Regions from separate parts of the Bicyclus anynana genome. Here region 1 is linked to region 2. The links are chromatin contacts, called in public Hi-C maps. All regions are on one chromosome and are shown on one strand. Each heading gives the region's core, a stretch centred on a gene start, on an enhancer-like site or on the middle of the called end of the contact. The rest is flanking DNA. Distances are from core to core; before and after follow the strand shown. Region 1 holds the start of LOC112048631 (GAS2-like protein pickled eggs). Region 2 overlaps LOC112048631 (GAS2-like protein pickled eggs).

Region 1 (6,794 bases), core at 217-2,716, 140 kb before region 2:
CGGCCGTGGCTAGTTATCACCCTACAAGTTAACAATTGCTGAACTCAAGATGCAGTCTACTTTTGTCATTCATCTGTTTAGCATTTCATCGAGAACAAACCTACCTACTTAGTGGCCTCATTACGAACCTATATTCGAGAAGAAATTTTCTATTTTGTGTACAATATGTACGAATATTGAATACCCTAGTTAAAAAATGTGTGCACACCACTAGGGACATATCTACTTATTGCAGATTGCGGATGCTGCGACCTGTACCTACCTAATGCACCGGAAAGCGCCTAAACTGAACGTGATCTCTTTGCACCAATTTGACCACTCGATTTAACAACGCACTTGAGTGCAGCTCGTGAGAACAAATTGAAGGGGCCCTTCAGTGTTCTAAATGAAGGCGGTTTCTTCGAAATAAATTGTGCTTTTAATTAAAACCTTTTAATTGTTCTCTTGAAATATTTTTATAATAAACAGGTGTCGAGAGTTGATAATGACCACCCCTTGCAATATTGTCATAGGTAGAAGTAAATAGGTCGATCAGGTAGGTTTCGTGGCTAATTGCCACAACACGACTGGCAATGGTGTACCTATCTCCCGAATATATCTCCCCTATATCTTGAAAGATAATCCGTGACGCTGAGTAGAAAGAAGGAAGGGAGGATGCAAGAAGTGAATATAGGCTCTTCCACGTCAATGACATCCTAATCGTTAAATTAGCCTTTTTATGTACCTTTACGTCGTTTGTCGATAGTTCCTGTTACAAAGCAGAGCCAAATCTAATCATTTGTTTTGTCCGTAGAAAAATAAATTGCCTACAAATTGCTTGTTGATTGTCCTCCTGCAAAATATATCATAGAATCTTAGAATAGAGAAAGTTATCTGAGTATATCATCATCATCAACAACCCATGTACGGCTCACTGTTGCGCACGAGTCTCCAATCAGAAGAAGGGGCCCATGCTGGCCCAATGCGAATTGGCAGACTTCACACACCTAGAGAATTTAAGAAAATTCTCAGCAGAGCAGGTTTACTCACGATATTTTCCTTTAGCATTTGAGACATGTGATATTTAATTTATTAAATTCCCCACACAACTGAAAAGTTCTATGTGCATGCCCCGGATTCGAACCTACGCCCTTCGAATCGAAAACAGAGGTTTCAATAACAGATTATAAACCTTAATCATTTGGTTGCTTTTTGCCAGTAGCGTCTATAAACCAAATTTACCACCACCCACCCTAGTACACCCTTGCACCCTATGCCGAGGTACAGACAGACCATTCGTCTACCGCGACAGCAGCTTCCAAACACGCATGCGCGGGGAATTCCGCAACTCTGGCCCCAGACCCCAGTCAGCTGTCAGTCGCGGGTGGGCCCGGCCTGTCCCGGGCTCTAGACCACTGAATCCGCACATTGGGGACAAAAAACAACATCCTCTATAAATTTGGGGTAATTTAAACCACTGGCTGTGTTTATTCCATGTATATTTCCCAATCAATATTGTGTGTAGATGATACGTCGCGTTGTGTTGTGTTTTGTTGTTGCTGTGAAGTGTTGTGTTGTGCTAGATAGCTTCCGGTCGTCGGCTGTCAACACATCTTAAACATCTAGTATTGTTGAAAGGTAATTAGCATATCTTATACGAGTAGTAATGTTCATTGTACAGGATGATGGAGGTTAATTAGGAAATAAGATTGTCAATTACAGAGGGTTCGTGTATATTTTCTTAACTCGTATAAAATCTAATAAGGATTTCCAGAATCTACCGGACGATTTAATTTTATAAATGCAGGCAAGAGAATGTACCTTGCTAATAGATACGTTCAGAGGTTATCTAAAACGACACAGAGGAGCTCTGTTCAATGATACCAGAACAGGGCCTGTAGCCCAGTGCACGTCGATTTTCTTTCTACGATCGTAAACGCTTTGAAAATTCAAAAATGTATAGGAATGACATTTGCTATCGACAAGTCACGTGATCAAGTCGTCGATCGGATCTGTCATTCCCATACATATTTCTAGTTTTCGAAGCGTTAGCGTTTGTAGAAAGAGAATCGATGTGCTGTTTTGTGCTGTTTTGTTACTCCTATTTCGCTGCTTACAATAAAAAGTGAATCATTAAAATTACATTTTATATTGGGTGATCTTCTGTGTCCATTATTTCTTTTAGGAATGCTGGAAGATGCTGGAACATTGTGTTTACACAGATTACCAGGGTACTTTATTCTTTAAGGTAGGTCACTACTACCTACTTACTGTGTTCTTTGGTTACTGACATTTTGTTTATTGCGTTGCGTTTTATTGCGTTTTAAAAAGAATATTTGCCATATCTTTTTATAATATGACCAATATTCCCATTCCCCTCCAATTAGTCGGGAAAGACTGTGTGAGGAGTGGGTACGACAATAGATCAACGGGGCGGGGATCGAACCACCACCCTTCGGGCATGAGTCCGACCGCTCTTACCGTTGAGCTATTGAGGCTTTTTTGTCGCTCATAAGAGGGCCTCGTATGAGGCCTTCTATGCGAGGCCCTGGGCGAGGGGCCACTTTACGTAGCCACTCTGCGGGTTACGATCGCAACAAGTTTATTGCGAACATTTGTCTCTGGCACGTGTAAAACATACTTACTTCATAATAATTTAAACGAAAGAAACACATCGCACAATTTCAGTTTTCTTTTGAAGCGAAAATCTTTAAAGAAAATTATTCTGAATAATTTTCTCTCAAAGGTTTTCTCTTAGTGCACGCTCGTCAGTGTCACGGAAATGCTTTTCACGTAAAATGACTTTTTTGAACAAGCTTTTCACAGTAATTGATGTAGTATTGCTCGTGCCCTGTAGAAAGGTTCTCGCGTTCTTTATTACTTTATTTCAGGAAATTAATAGGTACATCATCATCTTCATCATCAACTCATATTCGGCTCTCTGTTGACCTCGAGTCTCCTCTTAGAATGAGAGGGGTTAGGTCAATAGTCCACCACGCTGGCCCACTGAGGATTGGCAGAATTCACACACGCAAAGAATTGAGAAAATTCTCTGGTATACAGGTCTCCTCACGATGTTTTTCCTTCACCGCTTGAGACAGGTGATATTTAATTTCTTAAAATGCACATAACTGAAAGTTGGAGGTGCATGCCCCGGACTGGATTCGAACCCACACCCTCCAAAATCGGAGGCAGAGATCATATTCACTGGGCTATCACGGCTCTCGGAAAAATCAATAACTTCTGTGATTTCAAAATAGCTATATATTTTTAGATGCTTATCATCATCATCATCATCATCATCATATCAGCCGTTGGACGTCCACTGCAGGACATAGGCCTTTTGTTGGGACTTCCAAACATCCCTATATATGCTTATAGTTAATAGTTATTTACACGATACCAAACCACAAATGAGCTTTTTTGCAATTATTGTCTGTCTGTAGGTTTGTCTTTGGAACGGCTGCACCGATTCTAATAAGAATTTCACTGGTAAATAGATTACTGAGCAAAATTCAGGATATTGGTCTAAATAGAAATCCACTTATGAAACTATAGATGAAATGTGACAGTTTTAGTTAACGTCAAGTTTTTAACTTGTAATTTATTTAACTTGTACTTTATAGTAATAAGGCCGCCTTTGCATGCTAAGTTTAAATTATTATCTTTTTAATTTATAATTGTATTTTTGTGTGTGTATTCTTCTTCTTCTTCTTCTTCTTCTTCTTTTTCTTGTTGTTGAGTAAGAAAGCTTTTGAAATAACTAGTCAATATACACAGAAACCTAATATCCCGGAGGTTGGACTGGACATCCAAGTACTTTTTACGCCGTATCTTGTTCAGTTTCAAGGCCCGTTGTGCTATTGTCGTAGCAAAAAATATTTATAATTTAAAAAATATAATTTTATAAATAATGTAAAAAGCAATCTACGACCCTGCCAGGATTCGAACCTGGAATCTTCTGATCCGTAGTCAGACGCGTTATCCGTTGCGCCACAGGGCCAGTTACTGGGCGAAACGAAATTACACATCCGTCAGTAGTACGTATTTCGGATATAAATAATATTCGTGTGAACTACAAACATTCAGTATTTATGAAAATAGAAAGTCGATCTCTCATCTTGTGGACTTCACGATGGTAGTAAATAGTATAGATTTAGTGATTTTAGATTTTTCAAAGTAGTTCATAGCTAATTTCTTATGAAAGCTTGTAAAGCTTACATACTATGACATAAAATACAGTACAGTAGTTTGTTGGAATTTGAAGTGTTAAACAATTTTTAGTGTCTAAAACAATAATCGTGCTTTATTAATTTAATTTATTTGAAACAGTAAACATTAATTTATTAAGTAAGTGTAAATAAAAACTTAATTCTGCTTGTAACATATAGCTCAGCTTTGTAAGTTCTGGGAATGCTATTGAATGGGTAGGGTTCGCGCCTTATTAAAATTGCAAAAGATTTCCTAATCGCAATTATGCATATGTGGGGGTAATTGCTGAGGGGTAGCGGGGTGCGGGTGCGGGACGGGGGGCAGGCGGCGTGACGTCTGTCTGCCTGTAACGATTTTTGTAATTCAGCTAGGAATGTGACTCACTTTATTATAGGAGTACTTAGCGGGTAGTTCCACTCGTTATAGAATGACTCACTAGTACTACCTACGAGCAAAGCATAATATTCTATTTTAACCCCCGAAGTAAAAACGGTTGTCAAAGACGATTATTAGCTCTATAAAGATTAAAAATCTATTTCGACGTATGAAAGATCAACAAATTATTTATTTTGACGGTCTCTGTGGTTCGATTCTCGACTGGGCCGATTGAGATTTTCTTAATTGGTCCAGCTCTGGCTGGTGGGAGGCTTCGGCCGTGGCTAGTTACCATCCTACCGGCAAAGACGTACCGCCAAGCGTTGCGGTACGTCTTAATTCCAATATAACGCATTTTCCAATATTTGTTGGACATGTCGGAATGCCAAGTTGTCTGGGAGTTTTCATCGGAAACGCTTTCAAATACTATCGGAATGAAAAACCACTTCGTTTTCATAGAAGTTTGACGCGGACGAAGTCGCAGACTAATAAGCTATTGAATTTAGTACTTATGTTCCATAATTTAATATTATAATATTATGTAAAGACTTTAAGTACGCATTTGAATTTAAAACTTGCGTAAGTTGATCACACTTATTAATAGGTATTCAAGTAAAGTAAAATGAATTACACATTCCCAAAACACTTCTTAACTAGTTTTATGACCTCTTGGTGCAAATAGCAATGTCTTGATTGACAATAGAGTCAACAGAGGTAATGGGTTCGATTTTTAACTCGGTTTAAGTTAGATTTTGTATTTTCTAAATTAGCAAAGTCTGAGTGTGATGCTGTTAATACTGATAGATACATGATAACCCAGTGGATATGAATTCTGCCTACGATTCGGAGATCGTTGGAACGTGTCTAAAACGGCGAAGGAAAAACAGCGAGAAACCTTTTTGGCCTAACCCCTCTCACTCTGGGAGGAGACTCGCGCTTTACAGTGAGCCGAATAGGGGCTGCTAATGATGAGGTCTGATGGTAGTGGTAGACTTCAGCGGTGGTTAGTTACCATCGCATGAGCAAAGATGTACCGCCAGTATATGCCTTCCAGTATCGTGCCATGAAGAAATACACTATCAATACTCCTTCTAAGTTCTCGAGCTTACTATCTTATAGACAACAGAACACCGTCACTTAACATCAGATGATATTGCTACTAAGCGATGACTTGTTGATAATTAAAATATGAGCTGTATTGTTGTTGTGTGATCCAGGTCTTGACTCGAACCTCTGACCTCAGAATCCGCGGCTTTACTTTTAGCTTTTCAAGCCCCGGAGTGTATTTGTATAAAAAATAAACATTATGACGACTGGTTTTAATTAAAAGTCGTTTGAATGGCGCCAACCCTCTCGTGTTATCTTTTATTTATGTTGCTGCTTCCCCACGAAAGGGTTTTTACCCTTTTAATGACGATTAAAAATGTATGGTTTTGCTAATTACCTATTCCAAATATATTATTATTTTCCATTTGTGTATATCACAGCTACTTCTACTAAACGTCTGTAAAGAATTTTTTAACGCCTAATTATTGAAGTGACTTTGTTTAGCATGAAATTATTAATTATATGAGTTTCTTACTGAATGTTGAACATGATCAGAATTAAAATTCAACGTATAATATTTTCTTAACCATCTAATTTAAAAAATTGTATAAAAAAATTATGATTTATTTTTTGATTTTAATAAAATGTTGGCATATTGGCTGTTTACCATGGCGATGACTGTGATGAAAACCTTAATAACTTTCAAATAAAATTTAAATGAATTAATGATTTCGACCTCTGCGGAACCACTGGTAAACATAATCATATGATCAGTGTTCCTGTGCAGTCATCTAGGGTTCAAAGATCGTCATCCGGCTAGTAACGGACGCAGAGTCAGTACCCAGTGCATACTAGTGATATAGCATTACTTTTCTCTATACTCTGCTCTATAGTGCACGCGTAAACGCATTTCCGCCGCGCCCTGTGTAGTGATGTAGCTATTGATTGATTATATCGACATAAATATCGATAACCGAGTACCGACCTACTAATTATTATTTACAAATTATTATTTGCTAACTTCATATCAAACGTCAAACGAAACAAAAAAAACAAAGTCATAATAGTTGAGTGGGTTAAAAACTATTTAAATAATAGTTATCTAAGTATAAAAGTATCAGAAAGCAAGTTTAATATAAACACAATAAAGATACGTGCATCTAAAGAATGAATCAATCAAC
Region 2 (6,424 bases), core at 1,749-4,248:
GTATTTGGCAAAGAAACAAAACCTCACAAGTCATAAGCATAATAGAGCATTCTACGTATCAATCAGTCGTAGGAGGCACTATCGACCAAACCCGCTGTTACCATTTACGATGCAGAGAATGCGTGTGACCCTCGCGTGCCAAAAAGGGCTTACCAATCTGGTTTTAGGCGAGATGGAAATAGATACGTAATAGCTGGCTTAGGCTCATGTTATTGAAGAAGTTTACCAGGGATTAGTTTATTAAACTTCGGAGAGAGATACTGGGATTCCGTGATGAAAATATTGAGGTCCTTCTAGGAAGTTCTCAGTAACTGACCGCAGTTGGAAAATTGATGGTGTTACATCGGTTAAAGAGTTAAACATAATTTTCTACGAAGCAGCATTTGAGCAGCGTGGTGGGTCGGTGCTTGAAATCGAAATAACGTAAAAAAATAAGGAGTCATCAAAGTCCTTATTTTCGTATAACAGGAATGACAGCGGTCACAAGATACTACCCTGTGATACATTCTAGAAATTTAACGTTTGATGATACTTATACTTAGCGAATTTATAAAATTTGTTCCTGTTTTATTATTCTATGACAAGTTAGCGACATCTGCAGGTGAATTGAATAGGTCTCTTATTAATCCAGCACAAAATATAATTTACTATAAACATGATTCATATTTAAACGGAAACCGATGAATTATAGTTTTATTAAAAGATTGCCGCCTATTTAGGCAATGTGCTTAAACAACATTAATCTTATTACATTATTGTGTGTTGATTCACCAACATTATGCTGACAGCAGACAGGTCTTTACGTACCGCAGACAGATTTTGTTATTAATTGGGTCTATTTTTATTGATCACTAGCCGACGCCCGCGACTTCGTTCGCGTGAAACTCGATGTAAACTTACAACTACCCCTATCCTACCCCTACCCTACCCCTTGCCTATCCCTGGCCAACCCCTAGCCTACCCCTACCCCTACCCTACTCCTACCTACCCCTACCATACTTTTCTGGTTGATTTTTTACACCTTGTGTCCGAAAAACCCAAATATCTTACGGAACCCTATTTATTTTTAAAATAAAATTTAGCCTAAGTTACTTGTGGATAATGTAGCTTTCGAATGGTAAAAGAATTTTTAATATCGGTCCAGTAGTTTTTGAGCCTATTCATTACAAACAAACAAACAAACAAACATACAAACAAAGTTTTCCTCTTTATAATATTAGTATAGATAATTAGTGGCTTTTTGGGATACCTTTACTTGAATCACATAAAATTGATACTCTAAAATAAAGATGAGTTATATTTTCGTCTCCAGAACGGCTGAATGGATCTAGATCATATTTGACACGAAGGTTAATTGAAATCTGAAATATTATAGAACTTGAAAGATATTGATAGAATAAAGGCTATTTTTTATCTCGGTGTTTCTATGGGAACAGGATCTATGCAGGTAAAACTGGAGCACAGCTTTATTCAATATTAATTAAGAAAATTAATTTTATGCCTACTAAGTAACTTGTAAAGAAAAAAAAGAAATACTAATGGTTATTGAAAAAACAGATGGCCTCCAACAAAGCTAGGCCTTTCTGCCATTGAACAAACCAACTTGAGTTAGAGGTGTTTGGTTTTACGTATTTTTTTAGCAATGTTACTTGGTGGCATGAAGAATAATAGCAGTCTTGCAATTTTCTTATATTAGCAGTCTAGATGAACTGTGATAAAGAGAATTAAAATTTCTAAACGTATCTGTAGAGGAGACTAAAAAATTAAAAAAAATGCAATAATGTAAACAATCATCTTTGTGTTGTAGAATGTTTGCAACAGTTTGCACACGGCACTACCTGCTACAGAGTCGACATAAATGGCAATAAGCGGCCGACCCCGCGGTATTAGCATATCGACATAATATCAGTTATTCTCATAATTGTGATCTATGTAAGGCAGCGGGGTCCGACTTGATGTAACGGCACGCGCCTTAAACATCTTTGATTATATGCTCGTTATTGTAATTGGATTGTTTTTGTTTTGATCGGATACCCTGCGCCGGCTTAGACAAGTGTTGAAACTATTTGAATAGTCAATATATTCCAGGAAGTTCGTTTCGCTTTATATGTTGTGGTAAGGTGACAAGCGTTTGACAGGCACGATGATGATGATGATGATGATGACTGTCTGCATCTGCAGTGATAACGCTTTTTCTTCAGTTTATACACGCAGTATATTCATGGTCTATCTTAAAACTTTACAATATATTCAAAGCAAAACGGGCTTCTTGGATAATCCATGAAGCCCGTTAATTTTTTTTGACTTGACTACACTTTATTGTAACTTTTGCATTGTTCTTATATACTCCTAGAATATTGAATTCTACGAGTATATTTTGGTCTTTGATTTGAACATAGCCAGCGGTAGAAATATAGTCACCGCGGCATACTATCAAAATGAATTTCTTAGTATTGGTCACAAAGATAGCATGCATTAGAAGAAACTTAATACAACCCGAGTTAGACGATTCGTGACACATCTGGAGTTGGACGATTCAAACATTTTATTTATATGTATAAGTTATACTAGTAACGCAATCCACTGGGATTGCGTGTCAACACTTATTTAACCTAAATATCCAAGAATATTTTCCATAATTAGCCTATAGATTTAAGAAGTAACTGCTGCTGACTACTTTTCTATAGGTACCCATCACTGACATGAAATATTTTTCCTTGTTTCAGAGCGTCTCGATCACGACGACGGCTGTCACATAGATAAAAGCGACCGCGTCGACGACTACGTCAGCCTCAACACCGGGCTGCGCAAGACGGACTTCTCTGACACCTTCTACGGCAGCAGGAAGAACAGCGCAGACGACAAGTCCAACCGCGCCAGCCCCGAGTGCATCGTCAGCCACGAGAGCAACGACTCGCCGAGCAAGAGCCTCAGGCCCGCCAGGGAAGCCACGCAGTCCCCCGTCAAAACCGTTCGGAGTCGACAGGTTTCCAGGATCCCCCACTCCCCTGTCAGAAACAGGACGCCCAGCCGAGCAAATACACCTAGCCCCAAGCACACCCCCAACCAATCCTCCCCAAAACTGGCCCCCAAGCTACCACCCACTTCTCGCAACACTTGGGGAGGCAGAACCGCACCGAACCAAGCGAAAACAAAAGCCAGACCCGCCATCGGAGCAGACACGTTTGAGAATCCCAACAAATCGCCGAAAACCAAAACAAAAGCACCCCAAAATGAAGCTTTCAAAAGGAATTCACCATTGAGGGCCAGCAGCGCCACTTTGCGGTCTCCGACTCACCAGAAGCAGTTGAGTCCTCTTTTAGAACAAATTTTGAGATCTGCAGAATCTGCGAAAGATGACGCGTCTGTTTTAGAAAAAATGAAGGAAATCATCAGGTCTTATTCGAAAGGCGAAGACTCTGTGTCCAGGGCTAGTTCGAAAGACTCCGATTACGCCGACTTTACGTCCGCTTGGGTAATGTCAGATGGAAAACTGGAGCGGTCGACGAGTACTCGGCAATTGGCTGCACCCAGGAAGGATCCTAGGAACGGTGCTTCTAGAATACCAGCGCCAGTGGCGTTAGGCTGCCGGCGGTCTACATCCACTTCCCAATTCCAATGACCTGGCGAAGATCAGAAGAAAAAGACTGGTACTAATCCGATTATGGTTCGAATCAAAAGTGATTGAGTGATTTTAGTTGATATGGATAATTTTTATAGGAGTGTGGTGAAAAATCTGAAGAAAATGAACGTTCTATAGGGTAATCATTTACAATGATTATATTGGATCCCTGATCTATAGAATATATTTATAAATAAAAATATCCCTGTCATATCTTTGCAAAAGTAGATGTTTGGAATTATATTAATGAAAACATCAAACTATTCGAATTTCGATAGAAATTTATTTAGATTTCAATATTTGATATTCTATTTAGAATAGTTTTTCACTAATGTAGAATTGATGATTCGTAGATTCTAATATAATTGACAATTTATATAAGGAAAATGATATAAAAGATAAAAAAGAAAGTAGATAAGAGGGATATGTTATAAAGCAAGATGGTGCTAATTATTAGTTGGTTGTTTAGTTAGATTATTATTTTATAATTTGCGAAACATAGTAATGAAAAAATAAATAAAAATTAAGTTAAGTTTGTCTATTGGTATTAATAACTAGATTTTCCCATGACTTTACCTGGTTAAATTGGGACATTTAAAATGCCTTTAGAAAAATAAATAGTATAGTCTATATGACACTACTTCTTTGGCATTTGAAAACAATAAATTGAATATTTGGTGTCAGTTAATAAACGAACAGTTTTGTTATATGTGGAGACATATAGCTGAACGAGTTGTAACATATATTAATTAAATATATTATTTAAATATGTTTAAATAATATACGCTGAAGAATTTTATTGCAAGACTATATTTGCATTACAAGTTATTATTAAGTTTAATATAAAATTTAAGTTGTAGGAACTTTTAACAATAATTCCCGGCATATATAATATTTTAATTTAAAAATGTCATTTTAATTCAATAATTTAAAAATGATTAGCGCCGGGAGATTTGGCAATTATTCGTTTGTAGTAATCTCATTAATTTTCTCTAAAAGTAGGATATGAAGGGTTTAGAGCTTATAACTGCACGTTGTAGGTGTTTAGATTTAGTGAGTAAAATTCGGTAGCGTTTCCAGATTCCTCGTCTTTTGTAATTGAAAATCCAGACATTTTGGTAATTTGATTTTGGTACTTTTTAAAAAACTCCTTTGACTATACTCTAAAATTAGAATTTTAAATAGAATTGAAACGTAATATGCGTACCTTATTCGGTATACGTAAGTGATTATGGCAATATACCTAAATTACCCAACTAAACATTAAGGAATTCGCCGTCCTCATTCGAAGAGTCGTTTCATTCATTGTAAATGTATAATTTAATGTATAATTAAATTAATGTTTGATTCGACGCGAATGGATAGACAAAAGATTAAACAGTCGTTGTAGAGGGTTAGTGTTAAATTCCGTATAATGAAGAAACAATAAAAATATTACAATTATGTTGAAAAGATGAAGAATACAGATACATATTTTTGTAACTTTGATATAGATTTTTACACATTTGAGCAAATAAATCGACAAATAAGGCTTTACAGAAAAACCAAGGTTGTGATATATAATCGAAAGTATAATTTTCTTAAATCTGTACCTAAAGCAGATAAAATGAGAAGTCTTTTATTTGCTCAAAAGTGTATTTTAAAAAAGCATAGTGCAAAATTCTTCTACAAAATTCTACTTCCTTGCACTGGCGAATAATTCAATCACTATTTTTGCCTACTAGTGTTTTATCGCTATTGTAAAGGTTGACATTAAAGAGAAGATTAATTACTTACCAATATTTGTTTGTGGTAATATTTTGTCATGAAGTTAGTCTTATTTCTAAAATTTAAATATCTAGCAGGCAAAAATAGTAATAATTATAAGTCATAACAAAAAAAAATCAGCTTACTTATACTTTTATCGGAGTTGAAAGCTATCTAGCCTTTTGACTTGTGTTGTTATACTATGTTGAAAATCTGCACTATAATGCTCTGCCCAATATACTTATTTTAAGGAAAACGTAACATAGCTCTGGTCGATCACATCTTGTTCGAATTATCTTTAGATGATCTGGAGTAATAAGTTTGATAAAACTAATTATCTCTTTGTTTCTATGAGTGTATCTATTTTAATTCCAGAGTTATTCATATGGCTTAATTTTTTGTACCTAATGTTTTAGTTCTTATATTCATTTGTTTGATTTTTATTAAATATTTTTTTATAACTGTTAACCAATATCCAAGTTTAATAAGTTTTTACTGGTTAAGGCTTGATTTAATAAATTCTTTCAAAGCATTCAAATATTATGATATTTTTGCAGTTTTAAATACACTCATAGATTCAAATTAATCAAAGGTTTAAATCGAAAAGATATCGACGCCTTAATGTCACGGAATTAAAAGGTGTCGTGTATCGCCGATTGATATCTTTGAGAGAATCGTCATGAAAGCACCCCACGCTCTACCTCGCTGTCACAACATTACCAAACGTCATATTTATTGATATAAATCATAATTTAAGTTATTTTATAAGATTTTTTACGAGAATTTTGTATTGGTTAGTTATTAGTTTGGTAATGTTGTGACAGGGGGCGCTCGCTTAGCAACTTGGAGGCTAAGTTTAAGTTAGTATAAGTTACTGTTTCTTCTACGTACGTTACCAGTGACTATGCCATAGAAATTTGTTAATTCACTGAATAAATCATTAAGACATTAATGGATACATTGTTGTTTTTATTTCCTACATATTTAATACCCATAACTCTATACATCTAATGCGGTGTTATGTGAGTAGGAACTAAGTAGGTTAATTATAGGTAT

What was found. A called contact is a pair of places that touch in the nucleus more often than the background predicts.
Region 1: a Hi-C map of whole body shows a contact between it and region 2, with 2.2 times the contacts expected there. The contact joins the promoter of LOC112048631 here to the enhancer-like site in region 2. A contact is called at or near these places in 2 of 2 Hi-C or Micro-C datasets (whole body and whole larva).

The regions. Positions count from the first base shown.
Region 1 is chr8:17,520,952-17,527,745 of ilBicAnyn1.1, reverse strand. LOC112048631 (GAS2-like protein pickled eggs) reads left to right here and starts at 1,466. Exons shown (of 5, transcript XM_052882989.1): 1 at 1,466-1,617. It overlaps Trnar-acg (transfer RNA arginine (anticodon ACG)), which reads right to left and starts at 3,982; the gene lies at 3,910-3,982.
Region 2 is chr8:17,387,010-17,393,433 of ilBicAnyn1.1, reverse strand. It overlaps LOC112048631 (GAS2-like protein pickled eggs), which reads left to right. Exons shown (of 5, transcript XM_052882989.1): 5 at 2,727-6,326. The coding sequence ends at 3,622. Among protein-coding and RNA genes, the nearest start is that of Trnag-ucc, 23 kb to the left of the region's middle. Within about 2 kb of position 2,998, at least 7 of the 8 cell types and tissues checked have open chromatin away from gene starts, as enhancers often do.